Linked DNA regions of Danio rerio: region 2 is linked to region 1. Evidence: chromatin contacts called from public Hi-C data. All regions are on one chromosome and are shown on one strand. The core of a region is the stretch at or near the end of the contact, and the rest is flanking DNA. Distances in the headings are between cores, read along the strand shown.

Region 1 (2,883 bases), core at 195-2,694:
GCATTACTTTAGCCCAGCTGTTCAGTGGCTGGCGATCAAGATCAGATCATCATCAACATCTCTGAGTACAGTGTGAACTTCCTCACTAAGCAGATCAACTCACCAATAGATTCCGAGTCAGCGTCAGAAGGAGTTTGGTCTGATTGCTCAGCTTGTCGAAGTCGATCTGGTTCCGCCGGTGATGGACAGGGAACGCAGATGCTAACAAATGTAGTTGAGCCAGCAGCAGCGAGAGAAGCAGCGATGAGGAGGAGTCACCCAGCACTGTGGAGGAGAGCAAATCATTGATGCACAGTCACACACAACAGTATGTCTGTCAAATAGCCAATGTCACCCCTGGACTGTGTTTCCACATGTCCAAAATCAATAATCTCAGCCAGAGGATGCTTCTTTTATCTTTTGAGGAGAAGGAAATCACTCACTTTTCCATCTCAATTGCATCTCACTTTAGGAAGCAACTCACCAGCAGGCTGCTGTGTGCCCTGAGCGAGTAACACTTGATCCATTATTACTGTCGACATGATAAATGCCTCTCTAATGAACTAACCACAAGAGCCTCAAGCCATTATCCTGTCAAACTAACTTTATCCATTAACACTTACAACCTGACCAGGTTTCAATCAAAAAGTCCCATGTTTATTATTAACATTAAAGGCTTGTCAGTTCAAGAAGTCTGTAGGGGGATGATTACTAGTAACTCTTAAAAAACAAAGGTTTATTATTGCTAATGAGGGGTCCATAAAGAATCTTTAACATTCATCAAACCTTTTTATTACACATGCTTTTTTTTAAACAGTAAAAAAGGTCATTTTAATTAAAATGAAAGTTATTTAAGTAAAAAAAAAATAGCTCTTTTAAGAACTGAACACTAACATGCGTTTTTAAAAACCTGTCTTTTCAGAGGCGAGTGCTCTAATTACAAATGCTTAGATGCTTTAAAGCAACAAGTGTCAACAATGGAAATAATGACTAAATGTAAACAAATATAACAGAGCTACTATATATTAAATTAGACACTTACATTTCATATTTGTCCAAGTCCTTGTTTTAAAAGGTAGACACGTCGCAAATAAATACGCAGAAGAATAAATATTTAAATAAACAAAAGTGTACAAATTAATAAATAAATGAACGTCCAGATGTTGTCACGTGCTCCAGAGTTGGTCTCCCTCTCTCAGTATCCGCGCGAACGGCTCGCGACAGTAGTTTAACAGAGGCAGAGCGTGAGGTGAAATGAATGAATGAATGGCAGAAGTGCAGAATTAGCGAGAACAAGAAAAAAAGGACCAAAAACTCGACTCTGTCCAGTCCCAATAGCCGTTTAGTTTTAACAAACGCGAATGAGGATGGAAATATACACACGGCGAGGGTCAGAGAGGTGTATAGAGGGAGAGACAGAGAGAGAGAGAGAAGGATGCGAGTCTAATTTTTCGCGAAGTGAAATGTTTAGGCTTGTTTAAAACTTCCTTTATAAAGACGGGGGTATGACACATTCTGAGTCATCAGTTCATTCATAAAAACACTCTCACACACACATGCACAAACAGACACACACACTCTCTCTCTCCTCAGAGCGCGCTTCCCGCCCCTCGGCGTCTCCTTTTGCGAGTTTTTGAAAGAAAAAAAAAGACATTTCTGTTGTTTTTATTTTTTTCATCCTCTGGCAATATCATTTTCTCTAGGTCTGCCTATCTCTCCTGCTATCTCTCTTCCTCTGCTCCATCCCGCTACGAGATCTATGCCAATCAAATCGTCCATCTCTTTATCTTTTCATCTTCAGATCTCTTCCCTTCTCTCCCTACAAAAGTTTAAAAAGCCCTTTGTTTCTTTTTATATCGGCCAATCTGAGTTTCATAACTTTCCCGGTGTGTCTTTCTCTCAGCCCCGTTATATTAGGAATAAACACACTATTTGCATAATGTAAAGGGAAGCTCCATTGCATGTATTTACCATATACACAAATTCAAACTTGTCCTGAGACAGCAGTCTGTTATTTCCACTCTTTTGCCTCTTTGACGCTCCCCCTTCTTTCTCTCCAGGGTAAAGGAAAGAGTGAGAGAAGGAATAAAAAGAGTAAGGTGTTGCAGAGTAAGGCCTGTACGTGTTGCATAGTAACAGTTATAAGGAACTTGCAGAACATTAGCACTAACCCTTCAAGAGAGACAGACAGAGTTAGAGAGAGAGAGAGGGGGAAGGTTAATTTAGCATATACAGAAAGCAGTGCATGGCACTGGAAACACGGAGTCACATGCAATAAAGCATAGCACAGTGTTTGCAACAGAAGTGGAGAGGAGTTTCCAGACCGGGAGAGAAAGTATGAGGGGTTAATGCGACCTTAAATACACATGCGGCATTAATAGCTGACCTTTCCAGATTCACGAAAAGTGAAGAAAAACTCACTCAGAGGTGTAGAAACGACTTCAAACGTGTGCAAGGGGCACACATGAAGGTATGGGAATGATTATCTAAGCACTGAAGTGTTGGCACAGTAGGTAGTTCATGGGCACTGAGGTTTAATTCCGGGCTTTCCTGATCCTGTCATCCATTTTCTTGTCACTTTAACACCTAGTTTGGAGGTGATGTGTAACAAACTTCTGTAGTCTGTAAAACCTGCATCGTTAAATAATGTAAATCAGTTTTCATATTCATATTTCATAATTGCGAACAGAGACAGTGTCTATCACATCTGATATAAAAAGTTATTTATTTTATGAATTTTCAGCATCATCTTATAGGAAATGAAAAGAATAGACTGGCTTCGCCGATTACCCTAAAACCCTAGATATCGCTTTCATTTCATATCGCTGTCATTGACATACAAGTGAATGCAATGACACCAGTTTTCATGTTTGCTCATGATACATTTGGCATGGTTTTCACCCA
Region 2 (2,883 bases), core at 150-2,649, 130 kb before region 1:
CAACTATTGGGTGGAGGGTCAGTCAAAGGGTTAAAAACATTTCAACATAAAAAGCCGAATATAAAAGCAAATGGAATCATTCATCACAAATATTTGTTTGACAAGTAATATTCACCACAAAAAAATAATGATCTTTATAGGCCTCTCTAATGTAATACTGAACATTAACAGTTGTGCAAACATCTTCAGGATTTCGTACAAATTTCAATAACCCATCCTAACTTAAAAGACTGGTTAATTTTTACTGACTACAATTTCAGATGTCAGGCTTCACATGGTAAATATTAAGTTAAACACACAGCACTAAACAGGAAGAAAACAGTTACTGACATAAGCTGATCTTTTCACCCTTGACCACATCACGGTCGCATTATATTTAGGCAAACATACTATAAATGTATCCAGTAAAGAGTGTCAGCCAATCAAGACAAAGACTAGGTGATAAGTTGTAGTTCATGATAGGGTGTATTAATATGCAGCACTCTTGCATAAGGCTGTGACCTGATAACAGTCCCATAGCCAGCTTCTCTGAATATGCCAAGAGCAAAGTACAAAAGTCTGAATGAACTGTTGTCAATTAAGGACCTTGACTTCAACCTCCAAAAAAAAAGTGAATTCAGGGAGCCAACAGGTGGTTTCCAAATCAAGTTGACAAGGAGATAAACAACATTCAATGAACTTCACAGAGACAACTGTTGCTTTAGATAGTGTGTGAAATCTGACAGTTGGTGAAGCACCAGATCTGTTAAAGTGCTGTGTAGTTTATCTTTGCCTGTACAGATGCCAGTGTAAGCTATCAATCAACACACACACCTTTCTAAACCTCCACCCTGCTACCAAACAAATGTGATTCTATCATTCCTAACAGTCAATCAACTCTCGTAAAAAGCAACTTCAGCTCAAAACAAGCCCTCCGTAGCTCAAACTTATAGAAAGAGATCACTACCAAGTGCACTTGAGATCAGCTAGCGGAGGCTACTTACCGTTGCGCTTCTGTTGTGCCTCTCAAACACGCCCAGACATCTAGCCGAGCACCAGAAAGCGGGTTCTTACCAGCGAAGACGGCAGAAAAGCGAAGCGCTGCTGTTTCTGTCACGGCGCTGAATTAAAAACACTCATTTAGAGACGGGAGCGCGCCGCTATGCTAACTCAACTCATAAAGAGACGCGCGCGTGTGCGTGACAGAGTGACGCGACGCTGCTCTTCCTTCACGACTATCACCCCTCGAGTCGCGTTCGTCATTTAAACAAATAACGCGTCATGTAACCGCTTGTACTAACGTAATAGACTACAATACTTCCCCAAATATCGTCTGTACTGACCCTGCTGTTGCTCGGATGGTACGAGGAGATGGCGGCACTTCCGCTTCCGTTTCCCCGCTGCCGGACGGACCGCGCCCCCTTGCGCGCTCCCTGATTTGAATATTCATAAGCCGTGGCGATACGACGTTTGGGTAGTTTTACTTTTTGTGCATTTCTTGAAAAAAGTGAGAAAGTTCGTTTTATGTTTCAGAGTCAATGAGTAAATGAAGATATGGTGCCAGATCAGTCTCAAAAATAATACATTTACAAAATATCATTCCTACATGCACAGCACAATTCACATTTGCAAAATCCAATTTGTAAATTCAAAATAAGATAAAAAAAATTACACAAAACACGATTCATTCGTGCCACAATTAGTAAATACGCAAATGCAATTTGTAAATAAAAAATATATATACAAATCCAATTTGTAAATTCAAAACACGATTCGTAAATACATAATTCCAACTTGTTAATTCAAAACATGATTCGTAAATACACAAATTCAATTTGTATATTCAAAACACAGTTCAAAAATACACAAATCCAATTCATTTGGTGAATATATGTGTGACGTATGAAATTGGATTTTGTAATTTAATTTAATTGTAATTTTTGAGGCGACGCAGTAGTGCAGAAGGTAGTGCTGTCGACTCACAGCAAGAAGGTCACTGGGTCACTGGTTCGAGCCTCGGGTGGGGCAGTTGGCGTTTCTGTGTGGAGTTTGCATGTTCTTCCTGTGATCGCCTGGGTTACTTCCTGGTGCTCCTGTTTCCCCCACAGTCCAAAGACATGCGGTGAATTAGGCTTAATTGTCCGTAGTATGAGTGTGTGTGTGGATGCTTCCCAGAGATGGATTGTGGCTGGAAGGGCAACCGCTGCGTAAAAACGTGCTGGATAAGTTGGCGGTTCATTCCGCTGTGGCGATGCCGAATTAATAAAGGGACTAAGCCGAAAAAAAATGAATGAATGTAGTTTTTGAGACTGATCTGGCACCATAATTGTCATAATTGTAAGCAGTGCCCTCAGAAATTAGTAAAGTTCTAGGAAATAATGTAGAATTTTGTATAGATTTTAGTCTTCAAAATTATAAATTAAGTTTAAATTAAGTTATAGGTTATAAATTAAGTTATAGGTTAACCAAAATTGTCATTTAAACTCTTTTCCATCATTCTTTCTTCTTTTTGTTTTTCTTTCCTTACTTTTCATCTATTTATTTAATTATTTATTTATTTTTGAAGCAGCAGTGCTAGAATATTTTAACAACAATGACAAAATCTTGCATCATGATTTTTATATTCATCCAAACCAATATAATTGCACGGTTTTGGTGTCGTAGTAAGTTAGTACTGAAGAAGAGTTGACTGAAGCCGTGACAGCAGTCCTGAGTGCGGTATTAACTCGGCAGATAAAACCGGGCGTCATGTTCACCTATACAAGCGGGTGAGTTATGAGGAGATGACAAGTATTTCCCTGGTATTTTCTTTCCTAAATTTATAATGTGATGCTATTTCATGAAGTAGCCACATAGGGGCGATGTCCTCAATTAAATAAAATAATACAGATTTCTGACCTGCAC

Evidence for each region. Hi-C and Micro-C count contacts between places; a contact is called where the count stands out from the background.
Region 2: a contact with region 1 is called in a Hi-C map of hematopoietic stem cells, with 1.7 times the contacts expected there. The contact joins the promoter of epn1a here to the promoter of il11a in region 1. A contact is called at or near these places in 2 of 18 Hi-C or Micro-C datasets (caudal fin and hematopoietic stem cells) and 1 of 4 datasets of contacts at active chromatin or transcription factors (embryo).

The regions. Positions count from the first base shown.
Region 1 is chr16:12,960,578-12,963,460 of GRCz12tu, reverse strand. It overlaps il11a (interleukin 11a), which reads right to left and starts at 1,444. Exons shown (of 5, transcript XM_693882.11): 1 at 1,022-1,444; 2 at 104-264. The coding sequence starts at 1,028. The region is part of intron 1 of LOC141378180 (a long non-coding RNA gene); the gene reads left to right.
Region 2 is chr16:13,093,757-13,096,639 of GRCz12tu, reverse strand. epn1a (epsin 1a) reads right to left here and starts at 1,399. Exons shown (of 14, transcript NM_001328116.1): 1 at 984-1,399.